2 separate regions of the Mus musculus genome follow, and region 1 is linked to region 2. The links are chromatin contacts, called in public promoter capture Hi-C maps. All regions are on one chromosome and are shown on one strand. Each heading gives the region's core, a stretch centred on a gene start, on an enhancer-like site or on the middle of the called end of the contact. The rest is flanking DNA. Distances are from core to core; before and after follow the strand shown. Region 1 overlaps Kif6 (kinesin family member 6). Region 2 holds the start of Daam2 (dishevelled associated activator of morphogenesis 2).

The links. Promoter capture Hi-C pulls out the DNA fragments that hold promoters and counts their contacts.
Region 1: a promoter capture Hi-C map of cranial neural crest shows a contact between it and region 2. The contact joins the enhancer-like site here to the promoter of Daam2 in region 2. A contact is called at or near these places in 6 of 39 promoter capture datasets (the HPC-7 cell line, cranial neural crest, frontonasal cranial neural crest and 3 more), 2 of 484 Hi-C or Micro-C datasets (MC3T3-E1-derived osteoblasts and nephron progenitors) and 3 of 115 datasets of contacts at active chromatin or transcription factors (the NIH/3T3 cell line, astrocytes and fibro-adipogenic progenitors).

Annotation. Positions count from the first base shown.
Region 1 is chr17:49,830,157-49,835,189 of GRCm38.p6, reverse strand. It overlaps Kif6 (kinesin family member 6), which reads right to left. Exons shown (of 23, transcript NM_177052.3): 14 at 2,941-3,049. Among named protein-coding and RNA genes, the nearest start is that of Gm16555, 11 kb to the right of the region's middle. Within about 2 kb of position 3,604, at least 13 of the 459 cell types and tissues checked have an H3K27ac peak or open chromatin away from gene starts, as enhancers often do.
Region 2 is chr17:49,561,581-49,566,562 of GRCm38.p6, reverse strand. Daam2 (dishevelled associated activator of morphogenesis 2) reads left to right here and starts at 2,253. Exons shown (of 25, transcript NM_001379372.1): 1 at 2,253-2,360.

The DNA of each region.
Region 1 (5,033 bases), core at 2,355-4,854, 270 kb before region 2:
GTATATGTATATGTATATGTATATGTATATGTATATGTATATGTATATGTATATGTATATGTATATGTATATGTATATGTATATGTATACATATAAAATTTTCTCCTAGTCCTCTGCAGGCAGCTATGTGTGTGTGTGTGCATGAATTTGTGGCAAGTGAGTGTGTATATGTGATGATTAGTCTTCTTAGTTGAGTGTGTGTGTGTGTGTGTGTGTATGTATGAGTGTGTATGTGTGTGCACATGCACAGGTCTAGAATCACCCAGGAGACTCCCCTCTGGGCATGTCTGTGAGGATATTCCCAAGGAGAATTAAGTGAGAAGGGAAGACTCACTCTCTAAGCTGGCACCACCTTCCAGCAGGTGGCCTGGCTTTGAAGATGCCCCAATAAAAAGCAGGATATGTGGCTGTCACTGCCAATTGTTCACTGACTCTAGACTCTGTCTTCTTCTGCCTTCCAACATGGACACAATATCGATGACTCTGTTAGATTTCCATGCTGACGGGGTTGGACTGGGACTACTGAGTCTTCTCTATTTGTTGACTGGCAGCTACTGGGTTCTCAGTCTCTTTGGTGTGCAGATGCCCCCGTTGGACTCCCCAGACTGTACCCCATTAGCCAATCTAATAATTCCCATTTGTGGTAAGTATTTATCCCATTGGTTGTGTGCCTCCAGAGAACCTGCCCGACATAGCCGGTAGTCTCTAACAAGTGAGTAATGTCTGCGGATGAGAAAAAGAACAGAAGTCCAGAGAGGGCAAGGCTCCCAGTGGAACTAACTCCACTGCCTCTTGGCATGGAGCAGTTCCTTAATGAAACCATTATATTAACATCAAACAGATGTCGAATTTTCTTTTTAGAATGGGCTGTAGGCCAATGAAGGGCAGCTGTCCTGTTTATGTGACATCTTATCTCTCTTGTTTGTATACAGAAAGCTGAGCCTCCCCAAGACCATTCAGGCACACCAGAAGCGCATGCACTGACTCCCTCTCTTTCATTGGCTTTAAAGACTGACTTATTGCCTGGAAAAATATATATTTTCTATCTATATACTCTCTCTCTCTCTCTCTCTCTCTCTCTCTCTCTCTCTCTCTCTCCATATATATATATGAGTCTTGTCCATTCCTTTGCACAATGGCCAAGAGGAAGCAAGAGGAAAGTGGGAGTAGTGGCAGCTCTGCCCACTCTGGGCAAGCAAGTATGCTTTCCAGTAAAATCCAATAGCTGCTTAGGTTATCAGAACTCTACTGGACTGGAGGTCAGGGCAGCTTTGTATGGAGAAGACTTTGATAGAGCCACCCTGACAGCTATGATCTGCTTCCCCATCAGACATAGATCCAGTCTCAGATACAAGCCTAAAGCAGCCAGGAACCATCATGATTTCAGAGAACCAAAAATGAAGTATGCTGCTCATGTTGGTGGTTTTAAGACTTAGGTACACAAAACATTAATAGTTGGTGGGTGACTGTGTGTGTGTGTGTGTGTGTGTGTGTGTGTGTGTGTGTGTGTAAGGTCTCTCTGGCTCCATCCCCACGGCACTGAAGTCAGAGGCCCTTGAGTGGTCAAGTGCAGAGTTTTACATGGGTGCTGGGATATGAAATCAGGCCTTCATGCTTAAGTAGGAATCACTGTTACCTGTGAGTCATCTGTCTACCCCCATTCCTAGGGTAGACTCTGGTGGATCTTTTTGTATGGAGGTTTCTGGTTTGGGGTAAATACACTTGTAAATTTTTGGACCTGTGTTCCTTCCTAGTTTTGCCTTTAAGATCTATGCTTGTTGATGTGCAAGCATCTAATCCATCACACCAACACTACATCCTAACCCATGGATTTTCTGTTATATTGCCTGTCGACTGCTTAACATGGGGACTGAGAGCACGTTTAACTATCCCCAGCTATAAGCAGTGCAGCCATGAAAGTTCTCCTATCTGCCCTGCTAGGTGCCCAGGTGGGATATTTACCCTCCAGGTACAATTGATAGGGTCACAAGGTGCACACACTTCTTGGGATTAAGAGGGTCTAGTCCACTCTCCAGAGTGCTGGACTTGTGTTGTGTTACTGGGCTCCTGATGAACTCTGAGATATGCTCCTGTTCCTGGGAAACAGCTTCCAGTCAGCTTTCTCATCCTTCCTTTGTAGTGGCTGTATTAAGCCTTCATCTCTCATCAAGTCTTTTATCCATGCCAGTCTCCATTTTAACCAATCGTATGGAGGACCTAAGAAGAGGCCAATTCCATTGTCTTCTATTGCTTCTTTTTTTTTTTTTTTTTTTTTGAGGCTTGAACCTGCAGCTCAGGCTGGACATCAAGCCCCAGAGAACTGCTCTTCTCTCTCTCTCTCTCTCTCTCTCTCTCTCTCTCTTCCTTTTCCATTGTTGGGACTATAGGGCATAGTGCTGGTAACTAGAACTCAGGTCCTCACACATGCACAGCAAGCACGTGACCCACTTAGCCGCAGGCCCCCAGCCACCCCCCCCCCCAGCTTGACTTATTTTCCCCTGGAGATTATGAAGGCACTTGTAAGAGTCCCAGGTTGCGCTGGGCAGTGGTGGCGCATGACTTTAATCCCAGCACTTGGGAGGCAGAGGCAGGCAGATTTCTGAGTTCGAGGCCAGCCTGGTCTACCGAGTGAGTTCCAGGACAGCCAGGGCTACACAGAGAAACCCTGCTTCGAGGGGAAAAAAAGTCCTAGGTTGCTGAGAATTAGATACAAGGGGAGCACTGTCCATAGAGCTACTGCCGTCAGTAGTAGACCCCTGATCTACAAGTGGGTCACAGTAGTACTGGGATGGGAAAGCTCAGGGTGCACACAGGGAAATGTGAGACCATGGAGACTTTAGATCTTTCCTGCAGACAGTAGGCTGACGACTCAGAAGGTCAGAGTCTCTGGACTGGCTTACCTGACCTGAGGGGACCAGCAACTCTCTGACTCCATCTTACCTCTGCTTCAGAACCTGTTTGTTGTCCTCGATGGTGACACTGTCAGCGTGGTCCCTCTTGAAAATCTCAAAAGCCTCCTGGCGTCCCAGTGACATCTCCTCTCTCATCCCTATTTAGAGACACAGGGGGGATGGCTTCAGTCACATCATTTTGGGACGCCATTAAGCTTATTGCCACTTTATTCAGACCACAGAGCTGACTCCGGGGCTCCCTCAAGCCTGTAGCAGAGAGGTGATGACAGACAGGTGGTGCCTGACCAGAGGCTGTGCCTGTGAATCCACGGGGACAGGGGGACAGGGATAGGGCTTGGAATGCCTGGTTAGAGGAAATGAGAAACAGGCCTCCAAGCACCACCCCTCCCCCTGATGCTGAGCACATCTGTGAATCTACTTCCTGGTGGCACAGTTCTTCCTGTTTCCCCCTTTATGCCCCATTTTAGGTTGTTAAACTTCTCTCTGAATTTCCAGACATTTAGTAGCATAAATTAGAACCCAGATTGGAAGCTACAGAATCCACAAAGTTCTGCTTTAGCGTCTAGCTTCTATTTAACCTTATGTAATTCAGACTTACGTCCTGTGGCCGGTGAGGAAGGTCTTGGTCCTTAACCAGGAGTTAGTTATACACTCCATTCCAAAGCCCATTGTGGGAGGTCCCCAGTTTATGTCCAATTTTCACACCCTAATTTGCCACTGCCACTTGTAGGCCAACCCTCATGGCTTGGCTCTGCTCTCAGGACAAATTCTGGAGCCCAGCCTCAGAAAGTAGGTCCTTTAGAGGAAAAGGGTAGCTTCTTGCCCCAGCTTCTCGACTAAGGAGCCTCCAGAGGGAATGCTCATTTCAGGTGTGTACGCGGGTCCTCTGGAGAACCTAGGTCGCAGCTAAGTTTTGGATAAATGTACAGACTTTTGTCTTTTGAGAGAGGATCTCTTGTAGCTCAGGCTGACTTCCATCCTTCTAGGATGACCATGAACTCCAGACCCTCCTGCCTTTATCCTCCCAAGCACTGGGCTTTGTGTTCCACCACAGTTGCTTTAGGCTGTGCTGAGAAAGGAACTCAGGACTTGGTATGTGCTAGACCAGAACTCCTGTGTTTAAAAAAAAAAAGTCTGCCATTTTCCTCCTTACCACATCCTGCCAGAGACTTCTTCTCTTCTACTATCCAATACCTCTGCTGATCTTTGAAAAAGTCAGTCCTAGCCACATAGAACACATCGTCCCTCCCCGGGCTTGTGTCTGGGACAGTCAGTCCAGCAGACACTGTCTCTGGGCATGACACTCCTTTCCAGGGAAACGCAGATTCCTCCAGGGCCACAGATTGTCATTTTATCGGACTCGCAAGTGTTTTGCTCAAGGTTTGCATTCAGAAGATACTCAACCTTTGTCTGTTAGTTTAAGTTCATGCGGGCGATGAGCCCATTCTGACTGTTGGAGGAACACAGCCCAAGGCTTTGGGGAACATGTTCTTAACGGCCTTCATGCACCCCCAGCTCATTTCCCTGGAAAGAACCCTGCTATCTCCCATTCTCAGATCGAGGAACTGGCCCAGCTCATCTGACACCAATTTCATGACTACTGTGGTAAAAATAGCACCACAAGGAATGTCTGAATGGCACTGAGGTGATGTACATGGCACCCCACCCTCTTTGGTCAGGGCTCATTTCTGCCTCTGTCTGTCCCCCACACTCCTGAATGTACTTGAGGCTCACTGAGGCCATGTCACAGGGTGTGCATCTTCCTAGAGAAGCCAAAGAAAGAGAGCCAAGGTAGGCATGTCCTAGGTCTCCTCTGTCCCCAGGCTATGCCCAATTGTAACACAATATGCTTTGTGCTGTACAGTTAGCTCCACAGAGAACACACTGGGTCTTTCGGTGGGACCTTAAGGCTGCCACCCTCAGAGGAGGCTTTCACTCCTCAGATTCTATCAGGACTGGGACAGAAGGAGAAACTCTATGGCCTGTCCACTTCTTCTGCAGCTCCTGCCTTATTTGTTATGAGAACAGTGCACACTCTTAGGGAAGTAAGTCTGGGAGAGGACTTGGAATCAGCTAGACAGGCTCCCATTGTTGATGGGAGAGATTGTGGGAACAGGAAGG
Region 2 (4,982 bases), core at 1,004-3,503:
TTCACAGCCTTCATCAATTAGATGAGGAGGTCTCGTCCGAATTCCTCAGAATCTACCCATTTAAATATTAATCTCATCCCAAACCATTTCCCTGGAAAGATCCAGAATAATACTTGAGCAGATAGCTGAGTGCTGCAGTCCGGCTATTTGGCAGGTGACATTGATCTTCAGGAACATGGCCTGAGATCATCCCTTGCCACAGTTAACTGAAGCAGTGAGAAGTGGGCTGGGCCCTCCAGCGTGGCCTCCACAGTCTGAGTTCTCTCCATCATCGTCTTCCACACTTATATCACATGTTCTTCTCCCGAGTGCTGCTGGGAAGTCTGCCCGGCCCCTTGAGGGAGTGAGGAGAAGGGTTTGAGAAGCCTGTTCCCCACCCTGATCCACGCTCTTTGGAAGTTTGTGGTGCTCTGAGCTGCCTGCTCTGGGAAGAGAAAGCCTCCCAGTGAGTGCACTTTAGAGGCTCAGTGACTCAGTGATGCTCAGGAGACAGTCCTAGGAGATGGGAGCTCTTCAAGATGGCGGACTCCTATTGGGACTTGGTGCGCTAGGATTGGTATGGGGTGCCATCCCATTTCACAAAACCCTTTGGGACTCACTGGCCTAAAAAAAAAAAAAAAAAAAAAAAACAAAAATCTCAGCACCAATTTCTTCTGATTTGAGCTTTTCTTATTTTTTTTCCCATCCCAGCTCTGCCTCACCTCTTCTTTCCCTTTTGATTTTTTTAAAAGTTTTCAAAAATTGTCTTTAAATTTTATTTAAATAAGTTTAAGGGTTTTTTTTTATTTTGTCTGTTTATTTTTTGTGTGTGAGAAATTTATTTTTTTTCCTATATGCTAGATTGGTTGTTTGGTTGTGTGTGTGTGTATGTGTGTGTGTGTGTGTTTATGAACTTGTAGAATGTGCCACCACATGCCTGTGGAGGTCAGAAGACATCGAGCAGCAGTTATGTCTCTCTCTTTCCACCATGTAGGCAGGCTCTGGGAATCAGCTGAGGTCTTCAGGCTTGTCCACCAGTACCTTGACCAGTTGAAGAACCTTGCCAGTCAGCTCTCAGATCTGCCCATCTTTCAATGTATCCCGCTCCTCATTTTGTCTGGAGAGATGTCTCTCAGTGGTTTGTGTCTTGCAGACACACACTCCCAACTGCTTCAGGGGGCCGGTGCTAATGAGACCATTCCCTTTCCTTCGGTTTCCTTTCCTGTTTTGCTCAACCCATCCCATGTTTCTTTATGATGGCACAATAAAGTTTGCTTGTGGGATAATTCAGAAAGGAGATGGTTCACTGCAGATGGTCAGTAAATAAGTCAACCATATGTCTCCTACACCTAAATAATTTTCCACTCCCCCTCTCTTAACAATAATAACAATAATAGATTGCTTTTATGTAGGACTTGCTACGTGGCTGCCAATATTGACAATAAATAGTTGGAAAGGGGGACATCTGGGTGTGGGCAGGGTACACAATAAATAGGCATGCAAGGTACTGTGGGTTATAGAGACAGCTGCTCTTAACTGACACCATTTCCGGTTTGGCCAACGAGACCCACAACCCCACATTTTAAAACACTAAATGCAAGCTTTTGGAGGATGAATAAGCTATTGTATATGGCGTGAACTACGTGTATAAGCAATAGGGTCGGATGAACTGGCCAGCTCTGAGTTGGAAAAAGCATACAAAGAGGCAAGGAGTGTGGAACATAATTTAATAAAAATAAATTTTATAAAAAACCCTATGAATTCCCAAAGAAGAAGTGGAAAAGTTGTTAGGGTGTGGTGCAAGCCTTCTAATTAGTGGTTGCTCTGTGCTGCTGGCTTATCTCTCTTGCCAACACCTTCCAGGCATACACTGACCAGCGAAGGCACCCTGCTTTCCAGCCTGATAGTTGGCTCCCCACATGGTCCTCTGCTAGTTGGCCAGAGGAGGGGAGGCTTCTGCTTAGATGGCCACTTTTAGCCTCTTTGACCCTGATATGCTTCCAAAAAGAGGCAGCCCCCAAGAAGGGCTGGATGCCAAAGTGAGAAAGAGCGGGCCCCAGTCCTGCTGGTCCTGCTGTGTACCGGTGGCTGTCTCTGTCCCAGTCAGTTCCCAGCGTGAAAACTGCAAATCAACTCCCAAGTTGCTGCCATCGGATCAGCACCTAGGGGAAAAAGCCAGAGTCTCTCCTAGCCATAAATATCCCTAGCTCCAAGACGCCTGACGTCAGAGCGGGGCGGGCGGCGGCGCGAGGCCGGCCGGGAGGGAACAGCCTGCTTTCTCCGGAGTCCTGAGCAGCCAAGGACTGAGCTGAGCAAGCGGAGCGCGGTGCCTGCGGGAAGCCGGGACAGCAGCAGCCTCACCGTGCCATGCGGGCCTCAGGGTAGGTGCAGCACTGGAGACTTAGGCGCGGGGAGACATCAGGACACTTTTCTGCCGCTTTACTTTTCCCTGTTGCGTTGGCGTCGGAAAGGCAGCCCCTCCAGCAGCTGCCTGTTTTGTTCTGGAAAATGTTTGCAGAGACTCCGATCCTGGAGTGGGCTGTGTGTGCGTGCAGAGGGGGTGGAGTGAGGAGTGTGTGCATCGGGCCACTCACTGTACACGGCTTCGGAAAACTTTGGAAAACTTTTTAGCGGCTTTGCAATTAGACTCCTGATGGCTTGAGCGAAACGACATAGATAGCACCCCGCTCCCAGATGCTGACAACTTCTTCGGTGGCTACTTTGCCCATTTCGGTGTGTGCGTTCTGTTAGGTGGACTGAAGTCTTTCCAAGCCGACAGCTCCCACTTGTAGGCAGGGCCTTAACAAGGAGGATGGGCAGCCTAGTGGAGTGGCTCTTGTTCTTCAGATAGCGGGACCTTGGGCATGCCGAGAAGCATCAGGGAGATCAGGGAGAGAGAATCCCCAGGCTGTGGCCCTTGGCACCTGTGGGACAGTCCAAACTCTTGCTATGTTGGGGTCTAACCTTCGATGCACTGGGATTCTAACAACGCAGAAAGGATTTAGTGTGGCCACAGGTAACAGGGTGGGAGAGAAGGAGGAGGAGGAGAAGGGAGGGCAGGAGGAATATGATGGAGGAGAAGGGAGGAGAGGAGGAGGAGATGATAGTGCTGCTGGCTGCTATAGTCCTGTGTCCAGCTCTGTGTCAGGAGCAGGGTTGGATGTTTCTGCCCCATGTGCCCATAGTGGGCTAACTTCAGGTTCTCTGGGAGGGACACGGGCTGCAACACCCAAAACAAAATGTATACTGGTAACATAAAGAGACTTGTTTGAGCTGTGGGCAGAGGGAGGGGGCGGTAGGGGAGAGCAAGAGAGATTTTTATCAAAATTGAACACAGATTGCTGGAGTCTGGGCTTGGTTTAACCCTTCTCTCTCTCTGCCTTGGCTGCTTCTCTGCAGCCCTGGGGAGTGTGTGGCCAGTTCCTGGGATGGGGGGAGGGCAGCGTCCTCCCCCCACCCCAGGGGGGTTGTCTGGAAGTCCCCAGGGGCACGGAAGTCACTTTTCTGACTCTCAAGAGCTTTTCCAGTTTTGTGTTGTCCTTCTCTGTGTGGCATCTGTTTCTCAGGAGAGAATGAAGTTGTGCAGGGTTGTTTTGGGGGGGTGGCCACAGGGGTCCACCAACCAGAGAATACACAGTGTACAGTCCTGTGCATGTGTCTGTAGCAGGGATGACAAACAAGTGACGGAGAGAGAGCCTGGATTGGCAGCCATGCTGTCTCTGAAGTCTCTGGTTTTACATCTTGCAGTAGAGCCAACTAACAGTGTTTAGATGGGAGGGAGGAAGCCTGGACTCACCCTATGGTGGGGGGTGTGGGGAGAGAGAGAGAGAGAGAGAGAGAGAGAGAGAGAGAGAGAGAGAGAGAGAGAGAGAGAATGAACAGACCACGGGAAGGAAGGAAATCTGGAAATAAAAACAGAACCACAGGAAGTTGAGATTTGGGGAGGATTTTAAAAATTATACAAATTGACCCCCTGGGAAGTACCGGAAACGACTGAGCAGGCAGCCATGCCATGAAGTGTGTGCGTGGTGGTGATGTGAGACAGGGAAGAAGAGTGTGTCAGTGGTGGCTGGGTCTCTGTGGATGCGCACGGGGCTCGTGCTTACGCAGACATGACTGTGGTGTCAATTCTTGCCTTGGGCATGGAAGCATTTCTCCGATTTCTCCATCCACATTGTGAACTTCATCCTACCTCCTTCTTTTTTTTTTTTCTTTTAAAGCAACAACAACAAAACAACACAAAAACCCACACAAGGGCGCTATTATTGTCTCAGTCTCCTCTGAGGAGTTGTGCCCGCTCTAACCTGACTTAGTCCGGTTTTCAAAACTTCTCCAGATGCTGAAAGACTCAGGGAATACTTGTGCCCCCATCAGGACAGAAGAAGAAGAGACAACCCTCTGGCTTAAGCTGGGGAAGGTGGAGGCTGGGAGAGCAGGGCTCACAGCACAGCAAGCAGAGTCAGGGTGCTTTGTGTCTGGAGAGCTGTGGGAGGCAGAGGGCTTCACTGGGGACTCACTTTCTCTCCATGGTCCTGTTTCCCATACCCTGACCTCCAGGTTCTTTTGATTCAGTACAGGGAACGGTCCCCATCATTGGTCAGTCTTGGATTCAGAGAAATCTGATTATTAAGTAGGAGGGAACAGAAAGGAGCAAAGTTGGGGGGTCTTCGCTTTTGATCTTCCTGTGGCCAAGAGAAGTATTGAGCTCCTTCAACCCAAACACTTAAAGTAAAAGGTAATATTAATGTGCTATTAATATTCAAGAGCAGAGGGAATCCACAAGAGAATTCTCATCCCAATGTGTGTGATGCCCCAGTGTGTGACTCCTCAGAGAGCTCACAGTAAGGGGGAGCTCTTAGCGTTCTTCAGTCCCTAAGGTTTTTCCAGACCCATTTGTGGAATCTCCATCTTGCCCTCTAGATGACAGACACTTCACCGACCTCAGACTGGAGATGAATTTCCATACGAGATGAATTTCCATACCACCGACACTAGGCTGCCAT